2 separate regions of the Pan troglodytes genome follow, and region 1 is linked to region 2. Evidence: chromatin contacts called from public HiChIP or PLAC-seq data. All regions are on one chromosome and are shown on one strand. Each heading gives the region's core, a stretch centred on a gene start, on an enhancer-like site or on the middle of the called end of the contact. The rest is flanking DNA. Distances are from core to core; before and after follow the strand shown. Region 1 holds the start of LSM1 (LSM1 homolog, mRNA degradation associated). Region 2 holds the start of ADGRA2 (adhesion G protein-coupled receptor A2).

What was found. HiChIP or PLAC-seq counts read pairs in DNA pulled down with a chosen protein or histone mark.
Region 1: a contact with region 2 is called in an H3K4me3 HiChIP or PLAC-seq map of stem cell-derived excitatory neurons, with 2.9 times the contacts expected there. The contact joins the promoter of LSM1 here to the promoter of ADGRA2 in region 2.

What each region holds. Positions count from the first base shown.
Region 1 is chr7:46,574,312-46,580,193 of NHGRI_mPanTro3-v2.0_pri, forward strand. LSM1 (LSM1 homolog, mRNA degradation associated) reads right to left here and starts at 3,115. Exons shown (of 4, transcript XM_001170479.8): 1 at 2,836-3,115. The coding sequence starts at 2,881. BAG4 (BAG cochaperone 4) reads left to right here and starts at 3,175. Exons shown (of 5, transcript XM_519710.8): 1 at 3,175-3,699. The coding sequence starts at 3,175.
Region 2 is chr7:46,194,379-46,200,046 of NHGRI_mPanTro3-v2.0_pri, forward strand. It overlaps ADGRA2 (adhesion G protein-coupled receptor A2), which reads left to right and starts at 2,940. Exons shown (of 19, transcript XM_016959331.4): 1 at 2,940-3,606. The coding sequence starts at 3,341.

The DNA.
Region 1 (5,882 bases), core at 1,865-4,364, 380 kb after region 2:
TAAAAGCTGAGGGTGTGAAGGGAAAGAACAGTAGATAAAGTCAGAAAAGTACTGGGCGCAGGCTGCATCTGGATTTGACTTCATAGGGAACAAGAAAACATTAAGTGATGGAGTCTGTTTACTGAGTTTGTATAAGTGGGTATGTGTGAGAGGGTGGGGTGCTGAAGATGTGAGGTAAAGATGTAGGAGTTTTATGAGACATCACAAAACTATTTACCAAGAGTTGGGAATAAAAGCAGCAAGCTCAGGGTGAAGGTTATTAGCTCTTTGTGATTCTAAAGTGCTATCAGGACACTTACATAGAAACACACGCAGATAGTTGGAAACAGTAAGACTGGAAAACCAAAGACATCAAGATTAGAGAAAGCAATTTTGGATAAATCTACAAAGAGGTGATATAAAAAACTAAAGTACAGGAGATCTACTAAAGATTTAAAGAAGTAGGCCACATGTAATCCAAGTGACCATCTATTTTGGAGAACAGTAAGAGCCAGAGAAGTAAGAAAATCACCAAGTACCAGTTGTTAGAGAAATCAAGAGAAGAGAATTAAAGAATCTGGTGGGGAGAGTATCACAGTGCTGCAAAGGGGAGAGAACACAGAAGAAGACCTTAGACGAATAACTTTGAAGAATGCAGCTTGAGTAATTTCAGGATAAAAATTAGATTGCAGGAGTAATGTAAGTAGTCTATTGAAGGTGATCAAGAAACAGACAAAATGAAAATGACTCGAGGTTTGGGGATAAAGATATGAAAAAAGGGATGGGAATATGAAGAGAACGGAGAAAATATTTGAGATGGATAGACAGCAACACATGAGGGGAAGAACGCAGGGGTTGGGGAGACAGAGGATATAAAAGAAAAAGGCTAACAACGAAAAAAGGTTCCAGAAGCAGTGAGAGGAGACAGTAACAACAGACAGACAAAAAGGGAGGAATCCTTCCTACTCAAATTAAAGGATGGGTGAAAATACAGAAACACAAGGAGGAAACTGTGTGTTAGGGTTGGGGAGCAAAGGGTGCATATCAAATGGCTTCAAAGTTTTAATAAAGTAGGGGGTCTGGAATCTACAAAGAGGTAGGGGTTAGAGGGCCAAAGAGCAAAACTGATTTTTAGTAAAATGGCAGGATGTGTTAGAGGATATATAAGGAGAGATGAGGGCAAAAGAGCATCCTCGAGCAACTAAAACATCCTGTTACACTTAACAGGTTCATATAGATGTTAATATATATTTAGTCCAATTACACTACATTTCCCTTACATAGCACAATAAGTAATTTGTGTTTTAAAAAATGATCTGTCGGCCGGAGGCGGTGGCTCACGCCTGTAATCCCAGCACTCTGGGAGGCCGAGGTGGGTGGATCACCTGAGGTCAGGAGTTGGAGACCATACTGCCCAGCATGGCGAAACCTCGTCTCTACCAAAAAATGCAAAAATTAGCTGGGCGTGCTGGCAGGCGCCTGCAATCCCAGTTACTTGGGAGGCTGAGGCACAAGAATGGTTTAAACCCGGGAGGTGGAGGTTCCAGTGAGTCAAGATCGCGCCACTGCACACTACAGCCTGGGCGACAGAGCAAGACTCTGTCTCAAAAAAAAAAAAAAGAAAAAAAGAAAAAAGATCTGTCAACCATAAAATGATTTTTTTTTTTTTTTTTTTGAGACGGAGTCTTGCTCTGTCGCTCAGGCTGGAGTGCAATGGTGCGATCTCGGCTCACTGCAACCTTCTCCTCCCGGGTTCAAGCGATTCTCCCGCCTCAGCCTCCCGAGTAGCTGGGATTACAGGCATCGCCATCGTGCCCAGCTAATTGTAGGAACGGGGTTTCACCATGTTGGCTAGGCTGGTCTTGAACTCCCGACCTCAGGCGATCTGCCCGCCTCGGCCCCCCAAAGTGCTGGGATTACAGGCGTGAGCCACCGCGCCAGGCCCGTAAAATGAAATTTTAACCATAGATTCTAAACTGCGTATTCACAGAGTAACTGAGACGATTGCAGCTTGTTTAAAACTATGTGTAAATCATCTTGAAACAAGTTAATGAGAAAGATCACATGATTAAAACAATAAAAAATGTTGCTTGAGGAATAATGCACAGACGGAATTTAGAAAAAAGGAAAGCCAGAACAACTGCAGACGGTTCTTTTCGCTTTTGTATAGGACTGAGCTCCTCTTCCGGACAAAAACCAGGAATAAGGGAGGTCTTCTTAGTAAAAGCAAAAGTAAATTGTCTTAAAAAAAAAAAAAAAAAAAGGTTGCAAGTGATTTGGTCTTTCCAGAAAAGTCAATACCATGTCTAACAGTGGTCTCTACTACAATAACCTGAAGGTGCTAATGACCCTCACAGTAAAATAAGCCAGCAAATGGCCACACCGTAGAGCGCCTACATTTACTGCCAATTAAGTCCAACTGCCGCTGTCTTAATATTTTCGCTTTTTAATGAATCCTCTCTCTAGGTATTCCGATCCATCCACCGGTAACACGCTGATACTTCGAAATACTGCAGGCAGGAGTGGACGGGGGAGAAGCCCCCCCCCTCCCCGGGCTTCTTTCGTGTTCGGGCCTCTGCTGCCGCGACCCACGGAAGCAAGAATGAGTTCCATCGCTTGGGGCTCACCAGCTAGAGGGCTGGCGGAGGCTGCGAGGGGCAGAAGTAGCAGCAGGCTACTGGGTGGGCAAGCGGTGTGTACCGCAGCTGTGGAGGACATCGACGCGGAACGCCCGGATTGAGCTCAGAACACACCGGCCCCGCCCGGGACTCATTCTACAAGCTTCTTCGGAAGAGGCGCCCGCCCGGGAGGAAGGGTCTAACCCCAGGCTCCACCGGGAGGAGATAAACTACTCACTGTCAATGTCCTCGATGAGGCTGGCGGTGCCAGGCATATAGTTCATTTTGAACTGAAATAATGCTGCAATGCACAGCGGCGGGAGGCCAGCGCGTCCAAAACCTCCTCCCTTCTACCGCAGTTGCCGCCTCGGTGGGACCAAGCCCGGAATCCCGACCGAGACCAGCACTTCTGCCCCGGCTTTCAGCCGCCGGGGCCTGCCGGAAGCTCCTCCATATTACCCTTACCCACTTCCTGTAACACGTGCGGGCCCCCAGGAAGAGGCGGGGCAGCCGTACCGTTGGGGGACACCCTTTCCCTGTTCCTGTTAAGTAGGTAAGAGGAATCTCCATTGGATAAATGGCGAGGAAACGTATACTCCCTCTTAAGGAACACGGTGTCTTCCCTCGTCTCCGGGTTCCCGAGACCTCAGAGTCACTGACCTCCGTCCCTCAGCTTTCGGGGTTCCGCAGCAGAAGGGGCGGGCCCGGGCCTGGGATTGGCTGGCGTCGTCCGACCCCCTTCGCTGCTCTCCATTCGCAATCGCCCGCGGGCGCCTGCGCGATGGGTCGGCCGTGGGGAGGGGGCGGGAAGCGCTTCAGGGCAGCGGATCCCATGTCGGCCCTGAGGCGCTCGGGCTACGGCCCCAGTGACGGTCCGTCCTACGGCCGCTACTACGGGCCTGGGGGTGGAGATGTGCCGGTACACCCACCTCCACCCTTATATCCTCTTCGCCCTGAACCTCCCCAGCCTCCCATTTCCTGGCGGGTGCGCGGGGGCGGCCCGGCGGAGACCACCTGGCTGGGAGAAGGCGGAGGAGGCGATGGCTACTATCCCTCTGGAGGCGCCTGGCCAGAGCCTGGTCGAGCCGGAGGAAGCCACCAGGTAAGCTTTGCACCCTCTGTCCTTGCGGGGAGGTGAGGGCCCTTGGGGCTGGGGTTCGTAAAGGATCGGGTTTCATACTTGTTTTCCTTATGTGGAGGAGGGTGTGTTGCGGGGGGTGTTGGAGAGACCGAGACTAAGATCAGAGGTTGGGGGGACATGCTTGTGTTCCCTTTGCCCCTCCTTTTCTGCTTCGACCCCAAAAAATATGTTTATTACCATTTAAAAAAGAAAGATCCTGCGCGGACTTGCTAAGCTTAGCAGCAGGCTGCAGATCTCTCTCCTGGGAGCGGTGCTGGGTAGGGGTGGCACGGATCTGCTGCTCCAGCTCTAGCAATTTATCCTGCGTGGCTGGCAGGCCGGCTCTCCCGGGGAAGGGAAGTGGCTGCAGCCCCCGATGCCGCTCAGGGACCCTCCCGAGGGGAAGGAACCTTTGCGAGGAGGAGGGATCTGGGCATTTAGCTGTTTGCCCCTAATGCCTTGCCTGAGATCGAATCATGAATAATCAGTGTTGTAAAGTACCTTTACGCGGATTGACTGATTTAATTTTCACGGCGACTGCAAGGTAAAATGGCATTACAGCGGCCCCTTTTTTTTTTTTCGAATAAGGAACCGGGGCTCTGCGAGGTTAACTCACTTGCCTAATACACTTGGACCTGCAACATTTTATTCTCCGTTTTCCTGCCGGACATATACTTCTGCTTTGTTAATACAGTCTTCTGGGTAGTGGGTTGTCGTTCTGCGGTGGCAGCATACCTCTGTTCGTTCAAGAATTATCCTCATTTGTTGAAAATGTAATAGTGAAATTCTCGTACATTGCTGGTGGGGATGTAAAATGGTGGAAAATAGTTTGGTAGTTCCTCAAAACAGTAAGCATTAGAATTAGTCTATGACCCAGCAAGCCCACTCCTGGCTATATACCCAAGAAAACTGATAACGTATGTTCACATAAAGCTTGTCCGCCCATGTTCATAGCATCATTATTCATAATCGCCAAAAAGTAGAAATGTCGTTTTTTGTTTTTTTTTTTTTTGAGTTGGAGTCTCGCTCTGTTGCCCAGGCTGGAGTGCAGTGGTGCCATCTCGGCTCACTGCAACCTCCGCCTCCCGGTTTAAGCGATTCTCCTGCCTCAGCCTCTCGAGTAGCTAGGATTACAGGCGCCGGCCATCACACCCGGCTAATTTTTGTATTTTTAGTACAGACGGGGTTTCGCCATGTTGGCCAGGATGGTCTTGAACTCCTGACCTCAAGTGATCCCCCTTTCCCCTGCCCCTCGGCCTCCCGAAGTGTTGGGATTACAGGCGTGAGCCACTGCGCTCGGCCCCAAATGTCATTTTATTATTTGAGTTATAAAGTGAGTGAACCTCTTGGAGCCCTGGTTCTTTATTCGAATACAGGAATGTGGTAAGGACATAACGACTGATGCATCGATAAACAAAATATGGTGTTAATATATTCATTCAATGGAGTATTATTTGACCTTAGAAAGGAATGAACTGCTGATGCGTGCTACAATGTGAATGAACCTTGAAAACATCACACTACGTGAGCTAAGTCAGTCAGAAAGACTGCATATTGTGTGATTCCATTTATATGAAATGGCCAGAGTAGGTAAATCTAGAGACAGAAAGCTTAATGGTTGCCAGAGGTTGGGGGACTGGCAGTGTAGGTGAGAATATTCTTTTTGGGATAATGAAATGTTCTAAAATCAGGGCCTGGTGAGATGGCTCACACCTGTAATCCCAGCACTTTGAGTTGCCGAGGCTGGAGGATTGCTTGAGTCCAGGAGTTCGAGACCAGCCTGGGCAACATAGTAAGACCTTGTCTCTAAAAATAAAAAAATAAAAAATAAAAAACAAAAAATAAGAAATGTTCTAAAATCAGTGGTGATGGTTGCACAACTCTGAATATACTAAAAACTACTGAATTGTACATTTTAAAAGGGTAGAGTTTATAGTATGTTGATTATATCACAGTGTAAACAATTGTATGAGAAAAACATGGAGCAGTGATAAATTATTTTTTATTTTTATTTTTTATTTTTGGGACACAGTCTTGCTCTGTCGCCCAGGCTGGAATGCAGTGGCGCAATCTCAGCTCACTGCAACCTCTGCCTCCCGGGGTCAAAGTCTCCTGCTTCAGCCTTCCTAGTAGCTGGGATTACAGGCGCCTGCCACCATGCCCAG
Region 2 (5,668 bases), core at 1,690-4,189:
AGGTCTCCCTGTGGCTCAGAGAAGAAAGCACTTAAAAAGGAACCATGGCCGGGCACGGTATACTAGAAATAAGAAGAAAAAAGGATTAAAACATGCTCATGGCAGGTCGCGGTGGCTCACTCCTATAATCCCAGGACTTTGGGAGGCCAAGGCGAGTGGATCACCTGAGGTCAGGAGTTTGAGACCAGCCTGGCCAACATGGTGAAACCCTGTCTCTACTAAAAATACAAAAATTAGCCAGGCATGGTGGCAGGCGCCTGTAATCCCAGCTACTTGGGAGGCTGTGACAGGAGAATCACTTGAACCCAGGAGGTAGAGGTTGCAGTGAGCTGAGATTGTGCCACTGCACTCCAGCATGGGTGACAGAGCTAGACTCCATCACAAACAAACAAACAAACAGACAAACATGCTCATGGCCAGGCATGGTGGCTCACACCTGTAATCCCAGCACTTTGGGAGGCCAAGTCAGGCAGATTGCTGGAGTCCAGGAGTTTGAGACCAGCCTGGGCAACATGGCGAGATCCCCATCTCTACAAAACATTCAAAAAAATTAGTTGCATGCAATAACAAACCTGTAGTTCCAGCTACTTGGGAGGTGGAGGTGGGAGGATTGAACCCAGGAGATCGAGGCTGCAGTGTTCCTGCCACTGCACTCCAGCCTGGGTGACAGAGAGAGACCTTGTCTCACACATACACAAAAAAAGGAATCAGAAAGTAAGTTCCTACCCTTGGACTCTAGTCTCAGTGACTCAGTTTCTTCATCCATACTTGCAAAATAAGAAAGTAACCTCCACTTCATCACCTCCCTGGGTGGGTAAGAAGTCAAATGTGGTGACCCTCAGGACAGTCCAGTGTTTTGTAGATGTCTCCATCAGACATTTCATTCCTAGTGGTGGGGAAGCCTCGCCTCATTAAATGGCCTTTGGCCTCTGTTCAGCCTCCAGGAGTGGGTGTTCCAGTAGAATTCTTCTTTAGACTTTGAGTGTCTTCATTTAGCCAAAGGAAATCACAGAAAAGCTATATGACCCAGGCCAGAGATCTCAGAGTCTTCCTTGCCTGTGAGCAGGAGGGCTGCACAGCCCTGCCTATGGGCTGTGGCTCTGCTGTCAGCTCTTTCCTGAGGAATGCAGCCTGGGCCACCGCCTGTGAGGGCTCCTGCTGGGGGAGTCCATTCCCCTTCTCCCTTCCTCCATTTGCAATCACTATTTATTTATCTTTGGAAGTTCAAGGAACCAGAGAGCCTGCAACTGGGGGAGATCTGTGGAGCCAGGGAGGGAAAGTGAAGAAGCCAACATCTAGGCCCCTGCCTGCCGCCAACGCCAACGGGCAAGAGAGAAAAGCCATTCCCTGCATAGTCAGGGTAGACTTGGCTGACAGGCACAGGGGCCCTAGAAAAGGCACCACCGCACACCAGCAGGGCTAAGCTCACTAAAGAATGTGGCATTCACCTTGGGGACCGCTTGGGTGGTAGAGTGAAGGAGGGGGAACGGGAGTCCTGCCCCATCCCGGCAGCTCTATTAAGCAACAGAAAGGTGAGCTTCTGTGGGGAAACAGAGGAAGCAGACCCCTGGGCTGCACTTCTTACTGCCTGTCCCCAGCCCTGGTTCCGGTGTACTGCAGGCCGTTTTTTTTTTTTTTTTTTAATTAATTTATTTATTTATTGAGACGGAGTCTCACTTTGTCACTAGGCTGCAGTGCAGTGGCACGCTCTCAGCTCACTGCAACCTCCGCCTCCTGGGTTCAAGCAATTCTCGTGCCTCAGCCTCCCAAGTAGCTGGGATTACAGGCGCCCACGACGACGCCCGGATAATTTTTGTATATTTAGTACAGACAGGGTTTCATCATGTTGGCCAGGTGGATCTCAAACTCCTCACCTCAAGTGATCCGCCCGTCTCGGCCTCGAAAAGTGCTGGGATTACAGGTGTCAGCCACCACGCCCGGCCTGCAGGCAGCTTTATACCCACCACTAGTTGTCAAGGTCACCCCTGCCACCACCAGTCCTCTGCCTTTGGAAACCATGTGCCCCTCCCCCCCACCACACTCTCTTATTCTAATGCCACGATTTACTGGGCATCTAATGCCACTCTATAAACTGGGGAGCAGGCAGAGCCCCATTTCAACCCCAGAGATCTGCTACCCCAGCAAGCTAGGGGCTGTGTCCAAGGTCAGACAGTAGTAAGAGGCAGAGCCGAGTCTGGAATAGGGGTCTCCAGACTCACTGCGCAGTGCTCTTTCCACACCCTGCTGCAAAGCCCTGCTCCTTCTCATCTACTTTTCCCTTGTCCCACTCACTGTCCCCGAAACACACACACACAGACACACACACACACAGCGTTGTGGAAAATGTAGGAGGCCCAGTCTAGCCTCTAGCCTTGTCTGCCTTGGCCTTTGACCTCTCCTTGGCCGAATGACATGCACCCCCCGCTGAGCGAGGTCACCGCAGCGGAGGAGGGTCTGCTGCCTCCTTGTCTCGGCTGCCATCCTCCTGCGGCTGCCTCCACCGGAGCTGGAAGGAGAGTGAGAGACGACTTCCACACTGATCATCGTGTCAGGGGCCAAAGGAAACCTCGGAGCCTTCCACCAATTTCAACCCAAAACAGGGCGCCCCAGACGTCTCTGTCCAAGTCCGCGGGTCCAGGAGGGCCCCAGCAGCCTGGAGACGCAAGCTGCACCAGCACGGACAAGGGAAATTTTGTGGAAGGTGGTGGTGGTCGGCTCAGAGGTCTGAGATGGGTTGCGGAAAGGAAGGGTCCTGGCCCGGGGCGCGGGGACAAGCGGGAGAGGAGTGTTGGTGCAGGGCGGGCGCGGGGACGCAGGGTCCTCGAGCCAGCTGGCCCGCCCCCACTCGGCAGAGGGCCTCGGCCTGGCCCCGTGTCGGTCGGCGCTAGGGCCCCGCGGAAGGCCCGGGCGGGCGGGGACCGGCGGCGGGAGCGGCGCGGCGCGGAGCTGCCTCCATCCATGGCACGGAGCGGCGGCGGCGGCGGCAGCAGGAGCCCGGCGCGATCCGCTAGGTCCCAGCCCAGCGCCCAGCGAGCAGGCGACGCGGAGGGGCCGGGCCTCCAGTGTCCCGAGGGCCGGGCGCTGAGACTCGGGCCGCGCAGCTGGGAGCTGCCCGCGCTGCGCTGACAGCCGCGCCGACGTCCTCCCCGCCGGGGCGCTCGCCGGACATGCCCCCGGGGCGCGGCGGCGGGGACCCCGGGGCTCGCCTCCGCCCAGGGCCCCCCTCCACGCCCTCGGGCGCCCCGGGCCCCCGCTGAGCAGTCCTCCCGCACGCCTGGGTCCCTCCGGCCGGCACGCAGCCCGGCCCCAGCGCTGTGGGTCCCCGCGGGGCGATGGGTTGATGGGCCCCGGGGGACGCAGGATGCGGGGGGCGCCCGCGCGCCTGCTGCTGCCGCTGCTGCCGTGGCTCCTGCTGCTCCTGGCGCCCGAGGCTCGGGGCGCGCCCGGCTGCCCGCTACCCATCCGCAGCTGCAAGTGCTCGGGGGAGCGGCCCAAGGGGCTGAGCGGCGGCGTCCCTGGCCCGGCTCGGCGGAGGGTGGTGTGCAGCGGCGGGGACCTCCCGGAGCCTCCCGAGCCCGGCCTTCTGCCTAACGGCACCGTTACCCTGTAAGTACCCTACCAGGCCAGTTCCGTCCGAGCCGGGACTGGGGACGAAGGGAGGCGAGACGGGAGGGGTGGGAGCAGGGGGAAGGGGGCTATCCCCCCACTTCAGAGATTTCTGGACAGGCCTGGGTTCAGGCGCCCAGAGGGGAAGATTGGAGGAGCAGGGGAGAGACTGGGGCTCCAGGAGCGTGGAGGCGGGAAGGGGCTGCGGGGGACAGGCGCACCCCAGAGAAAGGCACCGCAGGCGCCCACTCACCTGCACAGGTGAAGTGGAGAGCACGCCTGCAGGGCACCCACGCCCCGGATTTCCAGCCTGGACTAGGGTTGCGGACTTTGGGGACCTGAGAAGGGTGAGAGCGGGGAATGCTCAGGAAAGATCGACGCTCGTGGCCCAGGAGGGGGCTGTGGTCCTAACCACTACGGACGCGTCCCGGACTGGGCTGGAGGAGTCTCCGGATTTACCTGGCTGGCCTTGTCCCTTCAATTGGGGTCATCCCATCCATGCCCCCTGGCCTGCCAGCGCCGCTTCCAGCCGGTCTCCTTAGGGCAAGGGGAGGCTGGGCTCAGAAAAGTCGGCCCTTGGAATACCGGCGCTCCTGGGCTGCAGGAGACCCTGGCGTCCCCATCCCTCTAGAGGCCCCTCTCCCACGGCGGCGTTTGTGCAGTGAGCTCTGTGCTGGGTCCCGCGTCCTTGCCTCTCCTTTGCCTCCCCTGGAAGTAACTCGAGCTTTGGCTGTTTCTCCATTGACTTCGCGCAAAGATTGCGAAGAAAGAAACGCGGCCGGGGAAGCGGGGTTCCCTCACCGCAGCCCACCCGGGCCTCCTTCCGCGACTTCCCTCTTAGTCAGGGCCTCAGTACGCCTTTGCTTTGCTGGCAGCGAGCGCTGCAGCGCCGCAGCCCGACCCCAAGCCTCCTACAAGGGGGTCGCAAGTCTCAGCAGCCGCGCGAGCATTGGCGACCCCTCCCCACCGCAGAGATTTCCTGCGCCGACCACGTGCTCGCAGCTCCACGCACGCCGTGGATTTGAGGGTCGGGCCCCCGCGGCCGCCGCTTCCTTTCCTGTCCCAAATCCAGCCTAAGAGCCGCTTCCCTTTCCCTGTCCTCCTGACCCCAGTGGCAACCGTTTCTCCACTGCCCCTTGCCCGGAGTCGGGGCTGGCCCAGTCTTTTCGATTGTGTCCAGAACAATACAGTAACGCCTCTGGTTGGGTGAGTTCAGAGGCTGCCCGCTTCCTGACAGGACACAACTGGTCAGCCTCTGACGCTGGCCGCCCGGCCTGCATTTTCCCCGGCCCGGGTGTGTGTGTGCATGTGTGTGCCTTAGGGGTGGAGGCGGTGTGTCTGCTCGCTGCCGCCTCCCTGCTGCTCAGGGTAAGGCTGTGGCCAGGGAAGGCACCTGTGGCTGTTCAGGGCAGCTCTCTCTGACTGTCCGCTGGGGTTTGAGGGTCCAGGCAGGCCTGGGCATTCCCCAGCTCACTTAGTTCTGGAGGAGAAAAATGCTTGCTCTGCGGAACAGTCGGTAGCGTCTGCGTGAGTCCCAGCTGCATAAGAATTCAGAGCTGAGGCCGGGTGCGGTGGCTCACGCCTGTAATCCCAGCACTTTGAGAGGCAGAGGCGGGTGGATCACGAGGTCAGGAGTTCGAGACCAGCCTGACCAACATGGTGAAACCCCGTCTCTACTAAAAATACAAAAATTAGCCGGGCGTGGTAGCGCGCGCCTGTAATCCCAGCTACTCAGGAGGCTGAGGCAGGAGAATCGCTTGAACCCGGGAGGCGGAGGTTGCAGTGAGCCGAGATCACGCCATTGCACTCCAGCCTGGGCGACAGAGCGAGACTCCGTATAAAAAAAAAAAAAAAAAGAATTCAGAGCTGAGAGCTGTGCGTGCATGTGTGCACACTCTTGTGTCTGCTCATGCACATATGTGGGATGTGTGTTCTCTGCGTGTCTCTGTGTCAGGGTTAGGGAATCCTAACATATCAAAGGCAGAAGGAAGTGGGGGAGGCGGTAGATAGAAAGGCAGTTTTGCAGTACATCTTAGAATGATCAGGCCATGGTTAATTCCTA